2 separate regions of the Sorghum bicolor genome follow, and region 2 is linked to region 1. A link is a contact called in public HiCAR-type data. All regions are on one chromosome and are shown on one strand. Each heading gives the region's core, a stretch centred on a gene start, on an enhancer-like site or on the middle of the called end of the contact. The rest is flanking DNA. Distances are from core to core; before and after follow the strand shown. Region 1 holds the start of LOC8072021 (60S ribosomal protein L12-1). Region 2 holds the start of LOC8072025 (chaperone protein ClpC1, chloroplastic).

Region 1 (4,397 bases), core at 1,026-3,525:
CTCAGCCGACACGTTGTGGATGTCCTTATTGTTGTTTCAATGTCCACTTTTTGTGTCAAATGTCTTAAACCGTTTCCTTGCATTCCTATCATTGATTCATTGTTGCGTTGACTTTACAACGTGCCATGAGGAGCAAGGACAGAGATCGATACGTTGCTATGAGGAGCGAGGACAAAGATCGATGAGTTTGGAGTGAGGGAGCGCCATGAGGAGGACAGAGATCGATGAGTTTGGAGTGAGGGAGCACACGAGAGTGCTTATCATGGCTCTTGATTTTCGCTTGCAACATAAAAAAAAAGAGTAATTACGGAAAACAAGGGGTGAGCATGACAAGTGGATATGGCTACTAGTGATAGGAGACAACAAGATCCAAGGTTGACATTTTCGAGAGAAGAGGGACACAAACCGCAAAAACCCTACTCTCAAGCCTTGAAAAGGAGGGCCCCAAACAAACAACTCCCCAAGCCCTAATTTATAGGGGATCTCCACCAAGTGCCCCTGCACTCAGGACTGCACCTGCGTGGAAACCGATTGCGGCTCACACGCCCATCGGGCCTGCCATCCTCGCGGCCTGGATTCCTACCTAGCCTTCCGATTGGCCTCTACCTTTGCCATCAGACTTCCCGAACTCGAACCCAACGCCCACAAAACCCAACGTCCACAAGCATTTTCAGACAGAACCAAAATCGGTAGCTGAAGCAGTTCGCTCGTCAAACCAGTTGAGACAGGCTGCATTCCTTTTATAAGAAAGACCACAATCACCAAAGGCTACCTTCAAATCAAAAAGGAAGACGAAACTTATCCGGGACACGAGGTACGATTAAAGTGATTAAAACTCTGCATCCAACAAAGATGTGGTAGTAAAATTGAGGTCTCTCACAAGATAACACTAACATAGCTAGACAAAAACAGATGGAATCACATTGCTTGGCAAGGTACATCAGCAGAATGCAGAACAAACACCACTTCAGCAGCACCAATGGTAGTCTCCTTCGATGCCTAGTCTGCGTAGACAAGAAATGAATGTAAGACATCAATTACATGTTGGATCTCATGATAGAACATAAGCAATGTGGTTCGACTGAGGCATTCTGCAGATCAATAAGGGTAGATACATTGTTGAACAGAAGGCGGTGAAATTTGGACAACCATTTACAATGCCACACTGAAATCATGTCTAAACAAGGAAAAAACATTAACAAATCTTGGCCAAATTGGCAGCTATATAATCCATCGACATTCAAATTGAATGACAAAACGATTTATTTCCGCATTCAAACTGAAGCACAAAACCATTTATTTCCACTATTGATTGACCAAATGAACCATAATGATTGGATTGATCAACTAAATTAATATCTAGGCCTCAATGAAAAACTATTAGCAAAAACAAACAGTGCTCACTCAACAGGATATTGAAATGGTCTTCTCAATAACAAAAGAGTTGTAGCACAGCAGAACCTGCTGAAGTTCCTACACAACAAATCTGTCAGCCATTCCGCAGTGCTTTCTCTCACAACAAATCAGCAAACAGTTTTCAGACAAGCAAACAAGCTAGACATATATACTAACAATTAGCTTCCCATGACATGAAACAAACAAATCAATAACAGTAGCATCTCTCTGCAACCCTGGCAAGAGCAAACCGTAGCAGTAATAACAAGAGAGGTTGAACGAATTTCACCTTCAAGCGGATGGGATCTCGACCTCGCCGTCATCAATCTCCTGTTGCAGGTCCTTGGGGTCCTTGCCGTCTACGGTGCATCCGACGCTGACGCAGGTGCCGAGGATCTCCTTGACGGTGCCGGCCATCTCCTTGGCCATGGACCTGGGCCTCATGGTCTTGGCGATCTCGACGACGTCGTCGAGGCTGATGTTGCCGCTGTGCTTAATGTTCTTGACCTTCTTCCTGTCCCTCTCGGGCTCCTTGAGCGCCTTGATGACGAGCGCGGCGGCGGAGGGCACGACGGAGACCTTGGCCTGCCTGTTCTGTACCGTGAGCTTGACGGTGACGCGGAGGCCCTTCCAGTCCTTGGCCGTCTCCTTGGCGATGTCCTCGCCGATCTTCTTCGGGGAGAGGCCGAGCGGGCCGATCTTGGGCGCCAGGGACGACGCCGCGCCCACCTCCCCGCCCGTCACGCGGACGAAGACCTCCACCACCTGCGACGGGTCGAGCTTCGGCGGCATGGCTGCTGCTGCTGCTGCTTGCTCGGCGGCTGGGTAGGGTTTGGGAAAGGGCGGCGGACTGGCGGCGGCGGATGGTTAGGGTTTCGGCAGGCCGCGGTGGGCGTCTTTATATACGTCTCGTTACAAGGTAGGCTTGCTTGCCCATCTCGTTGGCTTGTTTGTGATTTGGGCCTTGGGTCACTTTGAAAGCCCATATAAAACTCGGCCCACACATGGATGTGGCCCATCTTCCCCCTTCCCGGCCCACGCCGATCAGGGATTCAGGAACAGAGAGCGCGCGCGGCGGCCGGCGGCGTGCCGTTTCGACGGCGGTCGCCGCGCTGGCGCTGACTCCACAAAGTGGAAGTGGGTTGACGTGGCGTGGCGGCCAGTGAAGCGTCGGTGTCCTGACACATGCATGCTTGCCTGCCATCGCGAGTTCGCGACGGCTACCTGCCGCCTTCCTTCTGTTCAGGTGGGTTTCAATTCAAGCAGGCGTAGCTGCTGCTGCTGCTGCTGAGGTTCATCATCATCATCATCCACTAATAAAGTACTAGAAACACACAGAACGTATTAATTAGGTGCAGGAGAAAGGAAGCAACCACAATGATGAGAGTTTATGAATACGCTTTTGCTACGGGCTGTGTGTGTGGTCGATTCAGCAGGGCAAGCTTGTACATGTGGCCATTCGATTCCTGCTCTCTCACAAGATTAATCTTTCTCTGCTGGTTCTGGTTCCATCGTCTCGTCGTCAACCATGGCTGAGTTGTTCACTTCACAAGGCAATGCAATGCCTTCACCACTCACTCGCGTCGAGTGCACCCACCGCCATGGATTCTCCTTCCTTCTCTAGCCTTGGAAGCAATGATGGAGCTGACGACGATGACACCGACGCTGCGTGGCCATTGCATGGATCCCAAGCAATCACCTCAGCCTCAGCTGGTGCGCTGCTGCCGCTGCACCGTCAGCTTCCCCCAAACAGTGCGTGTGAGTGTGACTACGAGAACGAGACGACGCGCTCGCATACATTACATGGTCCAACCTCCACTTCATCGGTGACGAAAAGTCAGCCTGTTTATTCCTCATACATAACCCGATCGGCATCAGAAGCTTATATTTGATCAGAATAATGAATAGCCGATATCTGCAGATTTCCTGGGTTAATTAACAACCTGACATTAACTTTGAGCTTCCACTTGCAGTTGCCGCAGCTCCCAATTCGATTGGGTGCGGATAACATGGCATCGGGAGCTGAAAGCTGATGGATGGAAGGTCCTTGTCTGTCCAAGACGATCTACCTTAACTGACACTGTTCGCGGCCAGCATCCCCTTGCCTGATTACCAGTGAGCGAACGAGTTATAACACCTCTCGGCTTTTCCTGATCAGGCAGCAAGGCACATTTAGCAGCCTTCCAATCAGCTTGTGCTGCAGTTGATGAAGAATCTAATCCTCCTTTTTTCTTTTCGATCGGTGCATGAGTAGTCAGCGTTGCGTTTCTGCAGCTTCATGGTCATTACTCATTACGTCCTGTATTTAAATAAAAAGAACACTAGGAATCGACCGACAACCTGCCGCCGTTGCTGCATTCATTCAGAGATGATTTCATTTCAGTTCGTCCATGGATGATGTCAAGCTTACCCTGGGCTGATGCAGGCAGCGCACTGCAAATACGCAAAGCCTGATGGCATTGATCATCCCTTTGAGCAAAGCAAAGCAACGCAAAGCAAGCGTCCCGAGATGGCATTGGTCCAAGACGCCAAGGAAAAGCTTGAATTTACAGGTACACTACGTTTTCAGGGATTCTGAATTTCTGATGCAGCAGCATGCAGTAGGTGCTATACGAGGCAGCATCAGAGTGCAGCCTTGTTATCATTATCCTTGATCCCGTCGATCGTCTGTGTGCATGCCAGGTGACGGATGGTTGTTGAGGTGCTGCTGTCAGAGCTTGTACTTCCATTCCAAATGCCTAGAAGAAGAGCGTCATCTGTTAACCTCATCATCCTGAAGTCCACTTCTGCTCCAACATCTAGAAGAAGAGATTGTTGATTACACTGCCCAATGCGTCGTCATCTCCATTGTTTCTCAGTCAGTGGCAGTAGTGTACGTTGAACCATCTCCTGTCTTGCCCTGTATTTTTAACTTTGACCTTTTTCTTGCGAGTGCAAAAAAAAAAGGCAACACACGTGGATACATACGGCCGAGAGTGTAGTACCGTTGCTTGGAGGTCTTG
Region 2 (4,397 bases), core at 1,028-3,527, 200 kb before region 1:
GCTAAACTCGTTTCCCTTAGTCCTATCAAGAGTCTCCATCATACTTAGGCTAATAGACAAAACAAAACAGTGCAGCAGTCTAGTTATTTAATAGAAATAAATACATAATGTAACCTAGCTTGCAACATTTTTTGGGCAGAAATACCACCATTATCCTTCTGTAGCCAATATAGTTTTAAAACACACATAATGAAATTTACGCATAATACTCCATGATCCAATGAATGATAAAAAATCTTAATTAATATATTTGTACTACAACACATAATTTTTTAGAGATAGATTTGAAGTTTGAGTAGCAGAATTGAAAAGGTACAGTTGAGAGCTTTACCTTCCAACCATGGCCGTGGCCTAGTCAGTTGGTGATTGATACCACAATCTTAAGCATGTGCCACCATGAACTCCAGCTAAGTCACTGGCTTGGATGGCCCAAAGACAGAGCCAAATCTAGCAGAAAAAGAAGTCAAACTCATTGAAGAACACTCTATATAACAACAGTAAGGTATGAAATATGGAATAAATATCTACCGCAGAATGTGTAGAAGTGATAAATGAAAGATGTAAGTTCATTTAATTTCGATAACAATAACATGATTATTCATAAGAATGCTCCAAAAATAGTCCAATGCACCCAATATTATGTACGTGGCAAGCATTATGACCCTGCGAGCATGTGTTTCTATTTTTCTTCCAATAAATTTAGTAGCAAAATTACAGAACCTATTGACAATTTGACATCAAAATAGAAACATAACTGTAGAAACATCGCACAAGTAGACCATCACTCCTTCCACTTCACAAACATGAGTAGACATGATAATGGGATTTCATCGCAATGTAACACAAACTCTTGGCCAGCAGCATAGCTTTGCTCACAAATAACACATATATAGGACAAAACATCTGACAAGCCAAAGGATAGACATGATTTAATCAGGACACAACCACGACACACTTATTAACCATGGTGTTCTAGCTGGGATAGCAGCTAGTAACAATAATGGTGGCCGAGGAGGAGGAAAAGGAGCTAGTGTCATTGCATGAGCACAAGCAAACCATGCCAAGGGTGCATGAGGAGGAGTTACTCACAGGATCTGCTGACGATGGCCGTGGATAGAGGCTCGGCGTCCTCTAGAAGCACGCTTCGCTTGCAGGCCCGCCTGACCCGTCAGCACCTACAAGGGGAGGGGGATGCAGATCCAGTCGCCCCCAACCTCCTAGCCGCCATGGCTGGCTATCTGGATCAAGAAAAAGGATGGTAGGGCAGGGGCAGGGATAGGCAGGCGTGGGTGTGATGGGGAGGGAGAGGAGGCAGCGATACTACAACTTAGGCAAGCGCAGGAGGTGGCGGAACGGGCTCGGCGGCGAGAAAGAGCTCGGGGAGAGTGATGTCGCACGGGATTGTCGCCGACGGGACGACTTTGGCGCAAGGGCAGTGGGGATCCAGGTGGTGGCAGAGATCATCGCCGCCGTAGTTGGAGGCGTCGTGGGAGGGGAGGAGAGGGGAGGGGAGGGGAAGGGAGGCGCTACGGTGGCCAGGTCGTACCGCGGCGGGATCCCCGACTTGGGAGGTGGGGGCGGGGGCGGGGAGGCGCCCGGGCAGCCGGCTCGCTGCGGACGGGGGGCGCGGGCCACGTCCACCGTGGTGCGCGCGCGAGCGTTCACTGGGGGGCACCGGCGCTGCCGCTCGGGCAGCCAGCTCGCTGCGGACGGGGGGCGCGTACCGGGGTGCGCGGGCACCGAGGCTCGCTGCGGGCGCGGGGCGAGGGAGGAGTGGAATGCTGGGACGGAGACCAGAGGCTTGTGAAGGAAGGTGGAGATTGCCGACCCGAGAAGGAAGGTGGAGATTGCGAACTTTCTTTTTTTGCGTGTTTGCGCGAGGGGAGGACTCGTTCGCAGGTACCGTTTGCGCAAGGGGAGGACTCGTTCGCAGGTACCGGGCAGACGGAAGAACCAAACTTTTTTTTGCACCAAAAGAAAAGATGTCCACACTTTGGTCTTTTTAGTTGTAGTAGGAGATATACAAATGAACAAGCTCTTCTTCTTTCGCAATTTTCGGCTTAACCAGGCTGAAATAAAAAAAGGATGGCATGGCAAGGCGGGCCCTCCTGCAGCCTGCACAAACTAGGGCCGTTGTTGGGCTAAGTGGGCTGCACACGCGGGCAAAGATGAGAAATTGCAAAAGCCCGTGTTGGGATGGGGGTGACGTACGACCCACTCCACCAACGCAGCGCAAGGTCTCGCTCCGTCGCCTTCCTCCTCTCCTTATCTTCTGACCTCTCCGGCTCTCCCCTCCCCTCTCCTTTTTCCCACTACCGCGGCAGGCAGCTAGCCCCTCCCTCTCGTCTCCTCCGCCACCTCCTCCCCCGCCTCGCCGGCGCAGGGTCGGGACGCTTCCGCCGGCGCGCGCTCCACGGCCCCTCTGCGGGAGACGAAACTCGGCGCGGTAATAATCTCCCCGTTCCCGTTTCCCCGTCTGAATTTGTGTAGGGTGTCTGTCGGCGCGTCGCGGTTGGGGTTGGGGGTGAGGACTTGTTGGATGGAATCAGGTCCCGCCGGCTCATCCCCTGGCTGGCCTGCACGGCGCATCCGCGGGTGCTTTCCTACTGGGTAGCGCGGATGGCTCCGGCGGCGTCGCTTTTGATGTGCGTCGCCTAGGGTAGATGCTGACCACTTGAGGTTCTGCTGATACGATTTAGAGGGCGTCTTGTTGCCTCGACCGGCAACCATATCTCTCGACTCTGTTTCGTTGAAGTTAGCAACGCGGAACGGCGGCTGGAAGGGGTAAATCGATTTGGGATTCTAAAGCATGCACGCCTGTGTCGGCATAGAAAGGCTGTAGAGTCGATTCGAGGAAATATAATCTATTCGAGACCTGCAATCGTTTCAGTATGGTGGTTGCTATTGTATTTGATGCTTCATTGAATCCTTTGCCACCTTCAGATTTAGTTGCAAACTCTTTTCTTCCATGTGAATTAGTTTGGTTAGCTGCATCTGCACAACATTTTGTGATATTTACAGTTTTACTTAGTTCCTTTTACAAATTTACAGGGCTTGGTAGGTAGAGGCCTGGGATTGCCTTCTGCTAGTTCAACATGGAGGGCGCTCTAGTTCAGTCTGCGATTGTTCCAACCGTTTACAGAAGCAGCTCAGGTCGTTTCCGCGCGCGTGCAAGGGCCAGAACAAATGCTACAATGGTGCGCAATATGCCAGCAAGGACTCTTACTCTTGGTGGCTTCCAAGGGCTGCGTCAGACAAACTTTTTGGACACGAGGTCTGTGATCAAGCGTGACTTTGTGTCGATCGTGGCAAGTCAGATTGCAAGGCCGCGCGGGTCGGCCTCACGAGGGGTTGTTCGTGCCATGTTTGAACGCTTCACTGAGAAAGCAATCAAGGTGATTATGCTCGCGCAAGAGGAGGCAAGGCGCCTTGGACACAACTTTGTTGGGACAGAGCAGATTTTGCTGGGGCTTATTGGTGAGGGCACGGGAATTGCGGCGAAGGTTCTGAAGTCTATGGGAATCAATCTTAAGGATGCCCGAGTGGAAGTTGAAAAGATAATTGGACGTGGCAGTGGGTTTGTGGCTGTTGAAATCCCATTCACGCCTCGTGCAAAACGTGTATTGGAATTGTCCCTTGAAGAAGCTCGTCAGCTTGGTATTATCTTCACCTATCTATATAGCTAGCTCATTTTCTGTTATTAGGTTTGGTTGGTTAATGTATTTACCTATAATTTTATCTGACTACTTTTGGTGTGCTCTGTTGATGCACCTTGAAAATATTAATCAAATCAGTGTAAATTCTAGTATTTTTTAATTCCTGGTATGACATTGTATTCTTCTTCCCCATCTTTTACTGGACATGCAAAGCGCTAGTGTATGTTTGTTTACTGATTGCTCATTAAGAAATATAAATGAAAAGGGTGGCCGTTGTATGTGTTTTGAGTAGAAACAAAGCACTACCATAATAGCTTATTATAATACACAGTGATGTTCTTTTATATAGCATTGCACTATAATTTGTGAAGAAGTGTGGAATGCTAATTATTGTATTTTTCTTTAAGATGATGCTAATTTATATTTGTTTTGGTTCAGTTGAAACCAAGCGACATCAAATGAGCTTGTCTAGTCCTTAAACAATGCTTGCTACTTGTCTATAGTTCATTTTTTGTTTGGAATTCATCACTATGAGACTAGGGCGTTTGTTGTAAGAAACACACATGCATTCTCTGTGGACTTTGTTGATTCCTAAATTTTTAATCTGGTCAGTGTAAAGTAAACTCTTGTTTTTCTGTTCCGGTATGGTACCCTGTTCTGGCTTTCTCATACTAGACATTCAAGACACTAAGTGTTTGTTTGTTGATACTAGATAATGATACATCCTAGATTGATCACTAA

The links. HiCAR-type assays count read pairs that join an accessible place to other places.
Region 2: a HiCAR-type map of leaf shows a contact between it and region 1, with 4 times the contacts expected there. The contact joins the promoter of LOC8072025 here to the promoter of LOC8072021 in region 1. A contact is called at or near these places in 1 of 4 Hi-C or Micro-C datasets (leaf) and 1 of 1 datasets of contacts at active chromatin or transcription factors (leaf).

Annotation. Positions count from the first base shown.
Region 1 is chr6:40,234,302-40,238,698 of Sorghum_bicolor_NCBIv3, reverse strand. LOC8072021 (60S ribosomal protein L12-1) reads right to left here and starts at 2,275. Exons shown (of 2, transcript XM_002446300.2): 1 at 1,685-2,275; 2 at 703-1,004. The coding sequence starts at 2,187. The coding sequence ends at 1,687. It overlaps LOC110436234 (a long non-coding RNA gene), which reads left to right and starts at 2,406. Exons shown (of 3, transcript XR_002454040.1): 1 at 2,406-3,510; 2 at 3,821-3,947; 3 at 4,078-4,397.
Region 2 is chr6:40,437,722-40,442,118 of Sorghum_bicolor_NCBIv3, reverse strand. It overlaps LOC8072025 (chaperone protein ClpC1, chloroplastic), which reads left to right and starts at 2,277. Exons shown (of 10, transcript XM_002447679.2): 1 at 2,277-2,446; 2 at 3,052-3,657. The coding sequence starts at 3,096.